Linked DNA regions of Sus scrofa: region 1 is linked to region 2. The links are chromatin contacts, called in public HiChIP or PLAC-seq maps. All regions are on one chromosome and are shown on one strand. Each heading gives the region's core, a stretch centred on a gene start, on an enhancer-like site or on the middle of the called end of the contact. The rest is flanking DNA. Distances are from core to core; before and after follow the strand shown. Region 1 has its middle 34 kb from the start of LGALS3. Region 2 overlaps GCH1 (GTP cyclohydrolase 1).

The links. HiChIP or PLAC-seq counts read pairs in DNA pulled down with a chosen protein or histone mark.
Region 1: a contact with region 2 is called in an H3K27ac HiChIP or PLAC-seq map of alveolar macrophages. The contact joins two enhancer-like sites. A contact is called at or near these places in 1 of 47 Hi-C or Micro-C datasets (embryonic fibroblasts) and 1 of 2 datasets of contacts at active chromatin or transcription factors (alveolar macrophages).

Annotation. Positions count from the first base shown.
Region 1 is chr1:184,448,740-184,456,233 of Sscrofa11.1, reverse strand. No RefSeq gene overlaps it. Among named protein-coding and RNA genes, the nearest start is that of LGALS3, 34 kb to the left of the region's middle. Within about 2 kb of position 5,898, at least 53 of the 83 cell types and tissues checked have an H3K27ac peak or open chromatin away from gene starts, as enhancers often do. A contact at or near this core is called in alveolar macrophages, where this site is marked.
Region 2 is chr1:184,246,032-184,253,299 of Sscrofa11.1, reverse strand. The region is part of intron 2 of GCH1 (GTP cyclohydrolase 1); the gene reads left to right. Among named protein-coding and RNA genes, the nearest start is that of GCH1, 14 kb to the left of the region's middle. Within about 2 kb of position 3,134, at least 2 of the 83 cell types and tissues checked have an H3K27ac peak or open chromatin away from gene starts, as enhancers often do. A contact at or near this core is called in alveolar macrophages, where this site is marked.

The DNA of each region.
Region 1 (7,494 bases), core at 4,649-7,148, 200 kb before region 2:
CAAGTGCTACTAGAGCTTCTAAGAAGGAGCTGGGGGAGTGGGACCACGAGATGCCTGGCCCCACTTGTATCAAAGTGTGACGTCACTAGTGACTTATTTGAAGTTTTGCTCTGTTAACTGCCTGTCATTTGCTACCTTTGTTTTCTTCTGTTGATTAGTAATGAGGAGTACATTGCAGTGATTGAGAAATCAGACTGCCTGGCTTCATATTCCAGCTCTGCCTCTTTAACTGTGTGAACTTGCCCAAGTTATTAAATGCCCCCAAGTTTCTACTTCTTTATCTATAAGGTTGGAATATTGAGAGAAAGAACTCATGAGATAAATACGATTAAATGAAATCATTTAAAGCCCTTGGCAAGAGTTAAAATACATGTTTGCCTGTTGTGACAGGGAGGGTAGAATTAATACTAGGAGTAATGACAATGACAGCAAATGGCATTCAGGTCCTTGCTTCAGGGATGGGAGAGAAGAAGAGAAGGTGAGGTGCAGTGCCTTGTGAGTTTTGGACCTAGAGAATCTGAGAGGCAGTGCTTCCTTCTGTGGTTAATCTCTGGGCACCTCTGGGCATCATCCTCACCTACAGGGATTAAGAACTACAATCCCCGGAGTTCCTATTGTGGCTCAGCGGTAATGAACCTGACTAGTACCCATGAGGATTAGGGTTCGACCCCTGGCCTCACTTAATGGGTTAAGGATCCGGTGTTGCCATGAGCTGTGCTTTAAGTTGCAGGTGTGGCTCGGATCCCAAGTTGCCGTGGCTGTGGCGAAAGCCAGCAGCTGCAGTTGCGATTTAACCCCTAGCTTGAGAACTTCCATATGCCGTGGGTGCAGCCATTAAATATATATATATAAAACCATTGTAATCTTATATGAGGCTCAGCATTTAATTTACGTCTATATATAATTTTAAAAATATTTTTAAAAAACAAAACAAGGAATTCCCTAGGAACCATGCGGTTGCAGGTTCGATCTCTGGCCTCGCTCAGTGGGTTAAGGATCCAGTGTTGCTGTGAGCTGTTGTGTAGGTCACAGACGCAGCTGATCACCCGTTGATGTGGCTGTGGCATAGGTTGGCAGCTGTAGCTTCAATTAGACCTCTAGCCTGGGAATCTCCATATGCCACGAGTGTGGCCCTGGAAAAGACAAAAACAAACAAACAAACAAACAAACAAAAAAAAACAGCTTGTCTTGTCACCTGTTATTTATTTTTTATTTTTATTTTTTGCTTTTTAAGGCTGCACCCATGGCATATGGAGGTTCCCAGGCTAGGGGTCGAATCTGAGCTATAGCTGCTAGCCTATGCCAGAGCCACAGCAACGCGGAATCCGAGCTGAGTCTTCGACCTACACCACAGCTCACAGCAACACTGGATCCTTAACCCACTGAGCGAGGCCAGGGATTGAACCCACAACATCATGGTTCTTGGTCGGATTTGTTTTTGCTATGCCAGGAGGGGAACTCCCTTACCTGTTTATTTTTTAAATTGATCCAGAAGTTTGAAAAAAGGAATACCAGAACACTTTAAAATTTTCAAATCAAACCATAACTAAGACTACTGACCTAGGAGTTCCCGTCGTGGCTCAGTGGTTAATGAATCTGACTAGGAACCATGAGGTTGTGGGTTCGATCCCTGGCCTTGCTCAGTGGGTTAAGGATCCGGCGTTGCCATGAGCTGTGGTGTAGGTTGCAGATGCGGCTCGGATCCCGAGTTGCTGTGGCTCTGGCGTAGGCTGGCGGCTACAGCTCAGATTCGACCCCTAGCCTGGGAACCTCCATATGCTGTGAGAAGCAGCCCTAGAAAAGGCAAAATGACAAAAAAAAAAAAAAAAAAGACTACTGACCTAGATATAAAAGTCAGACATGAAATACCCAAGGCTTTTTATAGGCCCACTGAGGCCTGCTAAGAGTGTGGGCCAAACTGACGTGGGAGTTAACTGTGTACTGTGTTTTTACGAATGCATGTAAAAGGCCAGTGCCTGTAGTCTTCCCCATACCTGTAGTCTTCCTAATCAATGACATATGATTAGCTAGTCTGTGGTGACAGACTCAGAATAGCGATGGGGAGAGAGTATCAGTGACTTCAAAGGGCATAAGGGGACTCCCTGGAGTGCTGGACATTGTCTGTATCTTGATGTGGGTAGTGGTTATATGGAGTCTATATGTATGGAAATTCATGAGCTGTCTACCTGAGGATTGTGCACTCGCGTGTAGGTAAATTATTCTTCAAAGTCCTTTTAGGTGAAAGAGAGAAACAGGGAGAACTCAAGAAGTTTTATCCCAAGATTTGCTCAGAAACCTGTCAGCAGAAATTTATGTGCCAGTGGTTTCTACTGTGTTATAATTTGGTAGTTAACATAGCTGCATGTTTGTGTTTTTAATTATTGTTTTAAAAATATGGTAGAAGTTCCCACTGGGCTCAGCAGGTTATAAACACGGCTAGTATCCATGAGGCCTTGCTTAGTGGGTTAAGGATCTGGCATTGCTATGGCTGTGGTGTGGGCTGGCAGCTTCAGCTCCAATTGGACCCCTAGCCTGGGAACTTCCATATGCTGCAGGTACGGGCCTAAAAAGCAAAAAACAAAAATATAAAAAAAACTCGTAATGGCTCAATGGTTAACGAATCCGACTAGGAACCATGAGGTTGTGGGTTCGATCCCTGGCCTTACTCAGTGGGTTAAGGATCCAGTGTTGCCGTGAGCTGTGGTATAGGTCACAGACATGGCTCAGATCTGGTGTTGCTGTGGCTCTGGCGTAGGCCGGTGGCTACACTCTGATTAGACCCCTAGCCTGGGAACCTCCACATGCTGTGGGTGTGGCCCTAGAAAAGACAGAAAGACCAAAAAAAAAAAAAAATATATATATATATATATGTATATATGTATATTTAAAATTTTTTAAATATGAGTGTATTTAAAATATAACATTTAAATCATATATATTTAAAAGATGGAGTTCAAATCACTAGTGACCTTGCCATCATTTCTGGCAAACTTCAAAACTCATGGGAGATTTAAAACTCTCTGGGTGACCAGAAGTAACCACATGGCTGGAGGTCAAACCAGTGGGAAAGGCGAGCACGGCATGGATGACCCCCATGGAAAGCACATAGGCCTCTGTATGTACCAACCTGGGTTCAAATCCTAACTCTTTTGGTTACCTAAGGTCCTGCAGCTTGTACCTTGTCAGAAACACATTCCCAGTTTCCTCATCTGTAAAATGGGTATAATGCTATCTGCCTCATAGTTGGTGGGGGATTAAGTAAGAATGTAACTCAAGTGTCCAGCACACTTAACTTCCCTCGAACAAATGTTGGTTTTCATCCCTTCTGTATTTCATAATGCAGTAAAGTTGTCTGGGTTTAGAGGGTGTCTGATTACCTTCAGTAAGACATGCCTTTTGACTGGTTTTTCCAGGGGCAAAGATGGACTTGCAACCATACCTGGCACCTGCTTGCTGCCAGTGAGACATTTGTGGGACTATACACAGGCCCTGGACAGAAGTGTTCAGCACAAGTGGAGGTGCTTTCTTCACACAGAAAATGACCACCCTTTCCAGGCCTGGCTCTACCGGGATGGGAGAAGAACAGAAATTTGTGAAAGGAGGGGAGGAGTCTTCTTGTCTTCCTGGGCTTTCCCTTCCTTTTCTTTTGTCTCTCCTTAGCCCAGCTTGGGAAGTGGGAGAAAACTAACCAAAGGTGAGAAGGCATCTCCTCATACTTTGCTTTTTTTTAATAATTTTTATTATAGTTGATTTACAATGTTCTGTCAATTTACATGTATATGTATTCGTTCTTTTTTTTTTTTTTTTTCACTGAAAGAAATGGTTTTAAATTACAAAGAAAACAAGTTAGGTCTGCCTCGATTTGTCTAGTGAACCTTCAGGTCCCAGCAAACCTGCTCAGATATACTGGATTTTCATCTTACGGTTTCAGAGGTTTGAACCAATTATGCCCTGAAAACAGATCTCAGGTACCAATCACTCTTCTCTGCCTGATCCTTGGGGTGTGAAGGGCTTCCTTCTGCTTTGGTAAACTCTGTCCGGCTAGGCGTTCAAGACCAAGAGTAGTTAAAGCTGAGTTCCCCTTGTGGCTCAGCCGAAACGAATCCTACTAGTATCCATGAGGATGCAGGTTCAATCTCTGGCCTTACGCAGTGAGTTAAGGGTCTGGTGTTGTTGTGGGCTGTGGCATAGGTTGCAGACTTGGCTTGGATCTGGAGTTGCTGTGGCTGTGGTGTAGGCTGGCAGCTGTGGCTCTGATTCAGCCCCTAGCCTGGGAACATCCATATACCGTGGGTGTGGCCCTGAAAAGCAAAAAAAAAAAAAAAAAAAAAAAAAGCAGGTAAACTGGAGAGCAGAGGCTGGTAAGGGATTTATCAGGACTCTCCTCAAACTTCAGCCTTCTTTATAAGTAGAATTTCATGCCCTCCCTCTGCTGGAGCCTCCAAACTCCACAAGGTATTTGTCTTTCCAGAGGCCTCTTCTTTTGCCATCTCAGGTCAATCATGGGCTAATCTAATGCGTGCAGTTCTGACCGGCTCTGCTCAGTTTTTATTTCACTCTCACAGACCTGGTGCATGCTTTTGAGAGCTGGCCTTGAAAAAGTTTTATAGACTCCATAGTCTGTATTTTCTCTGCCAGGACTCTGCTTGTTATGTTGCAAGAATGTGACCCAACAGCCTCCACACCCTAATGACTCAGCCTGACTCTAATGAGCTGTGTAAGGAGAACGTGATAACCAGTACGCTATGGAAACCTAATTCTGTTCCCAGCCTCCCAGGGGCAGCGCCCCCTCTAATGTAGGCCAGGTGCTGCCCAGGCCGCCAGAGCCAGGATGGGAGTCAGAAACAGTCCCCACGGCGGGCAGAGGGAAAGGGAAGGTGAATTCTGTTTTGTTCCATTCCCCAGCACAGCGGTTATGCTTGGCCCTTCCCAAGCACAGCCTGAGAGGCGTAAGTCAGGGGTTAGGAAGAACTTACATAGTGAGATCGACTTTGAGGGAGCTGGCAGAGTGGTTGCCTCTTACTCTGAGGAAAGGCAGTCGACATCCACCTCGGGGGTGTGTGAAGAAGCCTGACTTTTGGCTTATTGGTCTTTGATTTGTGGGGCATTCAATTTTCTGGGGGAAAAAAGAAAATCTGTTAAGTTTCTGGAGGAACCCTAGGAAATCATGTAATTAGCAATTCAGAGATTCTCAGAATCTCTGGCCAAAAAAAGAGATGACAGAGAAAGAGAAATCACTGTGCTTCAGAGCTGTGGCAGAAGACCAAGTGTGGGACAATGGCCACAGAAGAGATGTTACTGAATTATGTTTAAACGTATGCTTCTCTTTGGCAAGGAAATGCTTAGGGAAAACTTATGCCTTGATTACTACTCTTACTAAATGGGGAAACCTTAACTGATTTTACCTTAAGCTTTTTTACCAGATTTTAAAATTTTGGGCCTCCTTGCGAAAAATGTAACCACATTTCTCTTGGTGGGCTGTGACAAAAATCAGAAAACTTAAACAATAGTTTTATGAAAAGAAATGAACAGAAACAAACTCATGGACTTGGAGAACAGACTTGTGCTCGCCAAGGGGAAGGGGAAGGAAGCAGGATGACCTGGAGTTAGCAGTTAGTAGGTGCAAACTACTGCATTTGGAGTAGATAAGCAATGAGATTCTGCTGTATAGCACAGGGAGCTATATCCAGTCACTTGTGATAGAACATGATGGAAGATAATATGAGAAAAAGAGTATATATATGAAATTGGGTCACTTTGCTGTACAGTAGAAATTGACAGAACATTGTCAATCAACTACAATAAAAAATTTTTAAAAAAGGAAATGAAATAAGAGCACAGTTCACACATTTACCAGTGATTCTGTTTGCTCTGTGTTATCTATGAATCATCTGACACGAAACAGCTGTAAGGCCTCTCTGCTACAAGGACAAAACGGCCTATGCCAGGAACTGCACCCCAGTTTGTGGAATAGTCACTAACAGAATTTATTCAATACCAGTTCCAGCCAACTAAGCCTACCCCACAGGGTGGCTACCCTCCCCTTCTGCAAGCCCTGGAACACCATACTTTGGGCTGGCTCTGCCCCAGCAGTAAACAAAGGCCTCTTAACTGCTAGTCAGACTGTTGCCTGGCTCCTGACCACACCCAGAAGTTTGTTTGCGTGCCTTTGTTTTGGGGTTGAACTTTTTATTTTGGTAATATTTCAGTTTTATAGAAAAATTATCAGAACAGTCCAAGGAACTCCTACAATCTGATCCATTTGTTTGCATTTTTGCCTTATTTGTGCTCTCTCTTTCTCTCTCTCTCACACCTCCATCTTCCTTCCCTCCCATTTAAGAGTAATTTGGAGGTATGGTGCCCCCTTTCCTCCAGAATAGTCCAGTGGGCATTTTCTGGGAAGACATTCACTTACTAGTAATTCAGGTAACACAATCAGGAAATTAAGCATTAACATTACTACCATCTAGTTCATCAATTGTTGCCCAAAATGTCCTTACTTTTTTTTTCCCCCCGAGTCCAGGATCAAAGCCAAGATCATGCACTGCATATATGTCATATCTATTTATTTTCCTTTATTCTGGAATGTTTCTGTAGGTTCTCTTTGTGTTTCTTGAGCCTAACATTTTAAAAGACTACAGGCCAGTTATTTTGTAGAATGTCTTTCAGTTTGGGTTTGTTTCATGTTTCCTCATGGTTAGACTCAGTTTATGCATTTAGGACAGGAATATCAGAGAAATGGTATATTCTTCTCCAAGGATTCTAATCTGATCATGATATTGGATATTGGTTTATACCAATATAGTGACGTTAGGTTTGATCACTTGATTGATTTCAGGGTGCATTAAATTTACTGTTTTTTCCTTTATAATAAGTAATTGGGGAGCATACTTTGCAACTCTGCAATTATCCTACATTTAATCACACTTTTACCTTTAGCATCCATTGATGACTTTCTGCCTCTGCCTTTTTGGCATTCTCCTATAATGGAGCAGTTTCCTTTTACCTCTATTTATTTATTCATTTATTTGTATCACTATAGATTCACATTTTATTCAGAGGAGTACAATACATGATAGATATTATTTATTTTGATGTTTAAATTGTCCCAGGTGGAGCCAGGGGAAGCCCCTGTCAGGTTGGCTTCTGAGTCCTTTCAACATATTCCCATGATTCTTTGGGCATTTCCTTACATTTTGGCTCAAAAAGATGTTCCAGGCTCATCTTCAACTTTTCATGCCCCCAACCCTGGAATAACTCATTTTGAAGGATCCCTTGTTCCTTTAGTGGTGATTTAGAACCAATTAGTATTTAGAATACCATTATCATGGTATTTAGAAACCAAAATCTGGAGTTCCCACTGTAGCACAGTGGGTTGAGAATCTGACTGCAGTGGCTCGAATTGCTGTGGAGGCGTGGGTTCAATCCCCAGCCCTGCACAGTGGGCTAAAGGGTCCAGCAATGGCACAACTGTGGCGAAGTTCACAGCTATGG
Region 2 (7,268 bases), core at 1,885-4,384:
CGGATTCATTAACCACTGTGCCACAACGGGAACGCCTAGATTGTTTTAGATAGGAACAAACTTCTTTGAAATTGTCACTTTTCTAGGCTTGTAAATAAGATACTTAACATCTTTTGTATCTCTCTTTATTAATTCCTGGTAAATAGCGTTGACTTAAGTGTTGTAAAATATGAAGTAAGTAAAATAAGTTGGTACTTTACATTCCCCTAATTATTATAATTTTTTTTCAGTTCCTTCTGAGTGGATTGATGCTAATTTCTGGTGTTTGGGGCATTCGTCAGTTCTCCCAGCACTGCAGCTTATCATTATGACCCTTGCCTGGTGCACCTTTCTTTACTTTCCAGTGTGTACCTTATTATTGGTGCATCTGTGGTCACCTGTGATGGGGCTATGTCAAGGTTGTGCAAGTCTCCTGGTTACCATTCACCACTGGTCTCTAGCTTGTAGTGGAAGGAGGGACACTGCTATCTCCTCTCCCAGGGACTGGCTGTCCTTGAATAGTATCACAGGATGGTCCTTGGACGAGCTTATTTTTATCTATTGCTATCCCATTTCGGTTTAACCACATCCTAGTTCTCTTACATAGGCGGGGTTTTACTTTAATGAGGTCTCCTTTCTGCATATTTCCTGTAGTTCCACCATTTTAAAATTCAGAACCTTAAATAAATTGGAGAGTCTACTATTTGCTTCATGTCCTTGTGTCTGATCCTCCCTTCTCCCCATCCTCTTTGGTATAAATGGGAACCTCTTAGTGTTCCCACCAAAGGTTAAATGCATGTAATTTGTCTCATCAGTTGTCCTTTTTATGTTTATGGGAATACACAAGAGTCTTGTCTCTTTTGTCACAGTTCTAGTTAAAGTAGGTTTTAGCTTGTCTTATCTAGGATGCCAAGGCAGTTTTCATAAATCAAGTTGACAGTGTCCCGACTTTGGGAAGAATGTGAGCCTGTATATATATATATATATATATATATATATATATATATATATATATTGCAGCGAGAGGTGATGGCATCACCAGTGACTGTCTCCCCACTCTGCCTCGACCTGGTGCACAGCAAGATGATAACTATTCTTTAAAGGTAAAGCGAGGCAATTAGATACTTGATTTACACAAAATGAGTCTTAGTCATTTCATGCTGAAATGTGCCAGCCCTCACAAAAAGGTTTCTTTTTGAGTCACGACTTCTGTTATTTACCAAATCAGACTGCCTTGGTGTACTATGAATGGTAACAACTTCTAAGATGTGAAGCGGGGAGCATATTGTGGGCGAAAGGTGAGTGTCCCAAGTTTTTAAATATGTTATAGAGAAGTTAATCTCATCACTCAGAGGTTCTATTTTGGATGTGTGTAGTTCCTTTAAATCTTGACTCACTAATAAGTTTTGTTTTAATTCATTTTGTTGATAAATACTTAAGTAGGACTTAGTTCTGTGTATTGCCAGAAAGGGTACTGTGAATAAAGAAGAAAAAATAACAAGACTGTTGAAGTATATGACTGGAATTTGGGAGTAGACAAAATTGGTTAAAGCTGTTAAAGTCGTTGAGCATGGAGGAAGAGAAGCTAGTCTTAACAGTCTCTTTTAAAAATGTATTATTGGAGTTCCCGTCGTGGCGCAGTGGTTAACGAATCCGACTAGGAACCATGAGGTTGCAGGTTCAGTCCCTGCCCTTGCTCAGTGGGTTAAGGATCTGGAGTTGCCGTGAGCTGTGGTGTAGGTTGCACACGCGGCTTGGATCCCGAGTAGCTGTGGCTCTGGCGTAGGCTGGCGGCTACAGCTTCGATTCGACCCCTAGCCTGGGAACCTCCATATGCCATGGGAGCGGCCCAAGAAATAGCAAAAAGACAAAAAAAAAAAAAAAAAAAAAAATTAAAAATGTATTATCTATTATTTATTAACATTTTTTTTTTCTGGCCTGGGAGGAAAAGTCACTACATGTAACTTCAAAATGCCAAGCAAATTGGTACTTGTTTTAGTTTCACTGGGCTGCCATAACAAAGTACCACAACCTGGACTGTTTAAACAACAGAAATCTATTGTCTCACAGTTCCGGAGACTAGAAGTCTGAAATCTAGGTGTTGGCACGAACATATTCTCTCTGAAAATCACAGGGGGTGGTCCTTCCTTGTCTCTCCCAGCTTCTGATGGTAGCTTTCAGTCCTTGGTGCTCCTTAGCTTGCAGCTGTTTCACTCCCATCGATGCCTCTGTCAGGGTCCACATTGCCCTCTTCTAAGGCCATCAGTTACATAGGACTGAGTCTCCTTTACTCCAGTATGCTTTATTTATTTATTTTTTTGGCTGCGGCATGCAGCAACCTGATGTAGGATCTCAGTTCCCAGACCAGGGACTGAACCCTGGCCATAGCACTGAAAGTGCCGAATCCTAACCATTAGACCACCAGGGAACTCCCACAATATGCTGTATCTCAATTTAGCTAATTATATTTGCCGTCACTCATTTCCAAATAAAGTCACATTCTGAGGCGCTTGAGTTTAGGACCACTTACCTTTAACACAGTTCAACCCATACCTGTTTGAGCTGACATCTGATTAACAACAAACACCACTGATCACTAACTACATGCTGAACATAGTTGTGAATTCTTTACATGTATCACCTCACTAGTTCTCACAGTAGCCCTACAGGGTAGGTAACATTAGCCCTATTTATAGGGAAAAGGACACTGAAGCACAGAGAGAACTTGCACAAGATCATATCTGAAAAGTAGCTGTGTCGGGAGGATGACAGAGAATAAGAATCATCAAAATCTCTCATAGTCTCTTTAATTTTTTTTCTTTTTTTTAGAGCAATACCCGAGGCATATGGAAGTTACCAGGCTAGGAGTCGAATCGGAGCTGCAGCTGCTGGCCTACACCTCATCTGCAACCTACACCACAGCTCATGTCAACTCTGGATCCTTAACCCACTAAGTGAGGCCAGGGATCGAACCTACATCCTCATGTTATCTAGTTGGATTTGTTTCCACTGAGCCATAACGGGAATTCCCATAGTCTATTTAATTTTAATCCTAATATTTTACTGATTTATTTGAATCACCTCCTCTCCTCCTTCCTCTTTGTATCTTCTCTACTGTTTTCTTTGTCCAGCTCTGGAAACTAATGCCTGGGCTGGGCATTCCCCCACTGACTCATTTGCCCTATATTTCTCTAATTTGAGTCCAGTATTTGGTTGAGTCAGACTGCAGTAATAAAATTTGCCAGGAGAGGGCAACTACCTAGTCTTTGATGATCCTAGATTATAAATCCTAGATTATATGAACAATTCTTAATTCCAGGTTATATAATAAATAGATTCCCTATAGTTATACATTCCCCTTTGAATTTATGGCAGTTAGAGGGACAATTTAGATTGGGTTAATCAAAGATTGTCTGAACTGAGGTAAAATTGTTATACTCAAGGTTGAGGAGACATTTTCTTACTAGAATTTTGTTCTGTTCTAACCTCAGTCATAGTTTTTTAGAAAAAGAGGACCTATCTGTACTCACGTTTGAATCCCTAGCAAATTGCTCAGCACATATCGTCATTTGATGAATGTGTGAATTGATTTCCTAAAGACAAGGACCACTTTTTTTTTTTTTTTTTGTCTTTTTAGGGCTGCACCCATGGCATATGGAGGTTCCCAGGCTAGGGGTCAAATCAGCTGTAGCCACTGGCCTATGCCACAGCCACAGCCGCACAAGATCCAAGCTTTGTCTGTGACCTACACCACAGCTCACGGCAACGCTGGATCCTTAACCCACTCAGAGAGGCCAGGGATTGAACCTGCGTCCTCATGGATACTAGTTAGATTTGTTTCTGCTGAGCCACGATGGGAACTCCCCAAGGATCTCTTCTTAATTCTTGTCTTTCAATGACCACAGTGCTCTGTGCATTGGTATTCAATCAATGCTGGCTTTTTTTTATACACTGAAGAAAAACATAAGGGACTTAGCTTTATGAAAAAGCCATGGAAATGATTTCTAGCAGATCTCTGAACACTTCTAAACCAGGGGTCACCCCTTAGACATCTTTGTGTCCTTCATAGAGTCCTGCACCTGAGAAACTCACCTGCTAGTTGACATGGCTCCTTCTATATCCAGTCAACATGTTATTCAAGGTATCCATTGAAGCAACTAACCCGTTTCCCTGGCACATCAAAATTCTCATGGGGAAGAATCTCTAGAAAATCTTTCAGGATACCAAGGTATATTATTTCCTTGTTTGATTGGCAAAAAATCTAGAAATTTGATATTGCATTACATTATTGAAGTTATAGGAAAACATATTACGCTTGAGAGTATAACTATCCTTATGGAGACTAATTTGGCAACATGTATCAAATACAAATGCATATATCCTATTTGAAAATGCTGCCTCGTGAATTACATACATGAAATGACATATGCTGAGGGTTAGTCACTGTAGCCAGGAAAGGAGGCATCCTACATGTCTAGTCCCCTTAGAATGGCTAAATGAGGCAGAAGAGTTATATTTTACAGAAAAAAAGGTGGAGGAAGGGACAATAAGTGTTGTTTATATTGGTATTAAGAGTTGGGGGATGCACAGAAGGTTACATGTTAATCAGGGATATGAACTGGGTAGATGGCAGATAAGTGGAATCAGTACTTTTCACTATATTTATTTATTTATTTATTTTTTCCTTTTTTTGCAAAGGATGGTAATACCTACTTTGCCTGGGCTTTTACAAAAATTAAGGAGGTATGTGAAAAGCTCCTGATAATATATTCCTTTTTTATGGTGAGGAAAAACTGTGCATTTGGGTTAATCAGAAAGTGTTTTAAAAGAACGTGGGAAGTTTTGCAGGCCTGAGGCGCAGCAATGTAAAAAATCCAGTTACTTGGAGGCTATCATGCTGTGAGGAAGCTCTGCCACATGGAGAGGACTCACGTGGATGTACTAGCTGATGGTTTTAGCTGGGGGTCCCACCCAACGGCTGATACCAAGCACTAGACATGTGAGTAAAGACTCCTCCAGGTGATTCCAGTCCCCAGACAACTAGTGGTCCTCACTGTGGCCCAAGACTTTGTAGACCAGAGGCCATTCATCTCCTCTGTGCCTGTCTGAATTCCTGACCCCCGACGCAATAATATAGTTGTACACAGTTGCACTAAAAGCAACTGCAACAGCTTTTGAGATGAGGGTGGTTAGAATTTGCATTTGTGCAGAAGGAAAGGGAGGAAATAAACTGGGCAAGAGATGGCATGAATGAAGGCTAGAAATTTAAGTGAATTATCGCTGTAAGGCTGATGGTCAAAGCTAGGAGAATGCCTGAGCTCCTCAAAGGAGCAGAGGAGGAGATATTAGCATGCCACCTGTGGGAAGAGTGAGAGAAGAGTCAGCCGAGATGGCCCTAAAGGAAGACTGAGAGGCAGGAGATGGCATTAAAAGGAACAAGGAGCCGAGGAAGAGGTCAAAGATGTGGTAGACTTGAGTGGGATTGCATGGCTTCACATCCTGTCACTGCCCTGCTGTGCCTGAATTACCTCACCTGTAAATTGGGGCAATAAATGGTACCCATTCGTTTTGGGGGTTATTTCGAGGATTAAATGAGTTAGTGCACATGAAGTGCTAAGAGGAACCCAGCATATTCGAAGGGCTACGGCACTTCATGGTCACCATGGGTACTGAGATTTCATTTGAAGGTGATGTTAGTAGTTTCAGTAGCTTAATGTGTTCAGAAACTGGATTGCAGGACTTTAGGGAACAATTTGACAAATTACAGGAAACAAGAAATTTTTTGAGGGTATTTTTCCTGACTCGTAGGATCCCGTGAGATTCCCCCTGGCTTGTATCAAGGGAGCAACATGCTGGAGGCTGGTGAATGAAAGTTTTAGGTGTTAAAGAGCAGGGTTTGGGCGCCCAAGCCCTGGGAAGCTGCCAGATGTGTGCGTGTGATCTTGAATGATCTTCCTGTCAACTCAGAGGCCGTACTCACTCTGAAGTGGTGGAAACTGAGGGCGCTCTGGTCATGTCACTTGTCAGAGGTCACAGAGCAGAACCTAGGTGTGTGTGATTTCAGCTCAAAGCCAGTGTGTCCTGGCTTATTTCACTTAACATAATGCCTTTAAGGTTTGTCTGTGTTAAGAACATCGTTTTTTTGTTTGTTTGTTTGTTTGTTTTTTTTTTGCTTTTTGGGTCTGCACCCACAGCATGTGGAGGTTCCCAGGCTAGGGTTCTAATTGGAGCTGTAGCCACCAGCCTACACCAGAGCCACAGCAATGCAGGATGTGAGCCACGTCTGCGACCTACACCACAGCTCACAGCAAGGCCGGATCCTTAACCCACTGAGCAAGGCCAGGGATTGAACCTGCAAACTCATGGTTCCTTGTCTGATTCATTTCCACTGGGCCACAACGAGAACTCCAAGAACACTGTTTTAAAGTTGGAAGAGACCTGCTTGTTCCTCCTTTGCACAAATGACTTATTCTGTAGAATGTCGTAGATTATTAAATTTGTAAGTATCATATGTTTACTTATTTTAAGAAATTTTTAGAATTAAGGACATAGTAACTGTGTGTGTATTTATTTATCAAACACCAAGTCTGTGAATGACCGTGTGGCAAGTGTTAAAGGAGAAACGAAACTGGTCGGCCTGAGCTTGGCCTTCAAGGAGCCTGTGGTCTGTGTTAGCAGGGATCTGATGCTAAGTTCTTGCAGAGAGGAGCAAGTGGGTTTCTGTGTGGTCTGAAGGAAGGTGAGTTCTTCTGGCGGAGAGACTTGAAACCACAGATGACTGTGGAGGGAGGTAGATTTTGAGCTGAGCCTAGAAGGAAATTTATTTTGATTTTTTTCTTTTAAACAGAAATAATCGCTGATAGTTAAGGGAAGGTTATAGTCTTAAGTGTTCTGGAATAAAAAAATACACTAATATTCATAGGTGTCTGTACCATTGAGTTAAAATTAAACGAAGCTTTCCAAGCAATTAGTTTATTTTAAACTCTTTAAAGATCAGCATGGGAAGGCATTAGGGCTGGCTTCCTTCTCTGATGTTTTTAAAGTCCATTCAGGCCAGTCAGCCCTTCTCATGACCTTTACCTGAACACACATTGCCGGTTTGTCCAGTCTTTATTATCTGGTCATTCGTTTCATCTTGCATTTCTTCTATCTCATGAATCCCCTCAGTTACTTGTGCTCCAAATCCTCACTTATGTACTTCCTAACTGTCTTTAGACTCTCTTATGTTCTCTTTATGACTCTTAGTCATCTCTCACCTGAAGCATCTTCCTAACTGGTGGCCTTGCCTC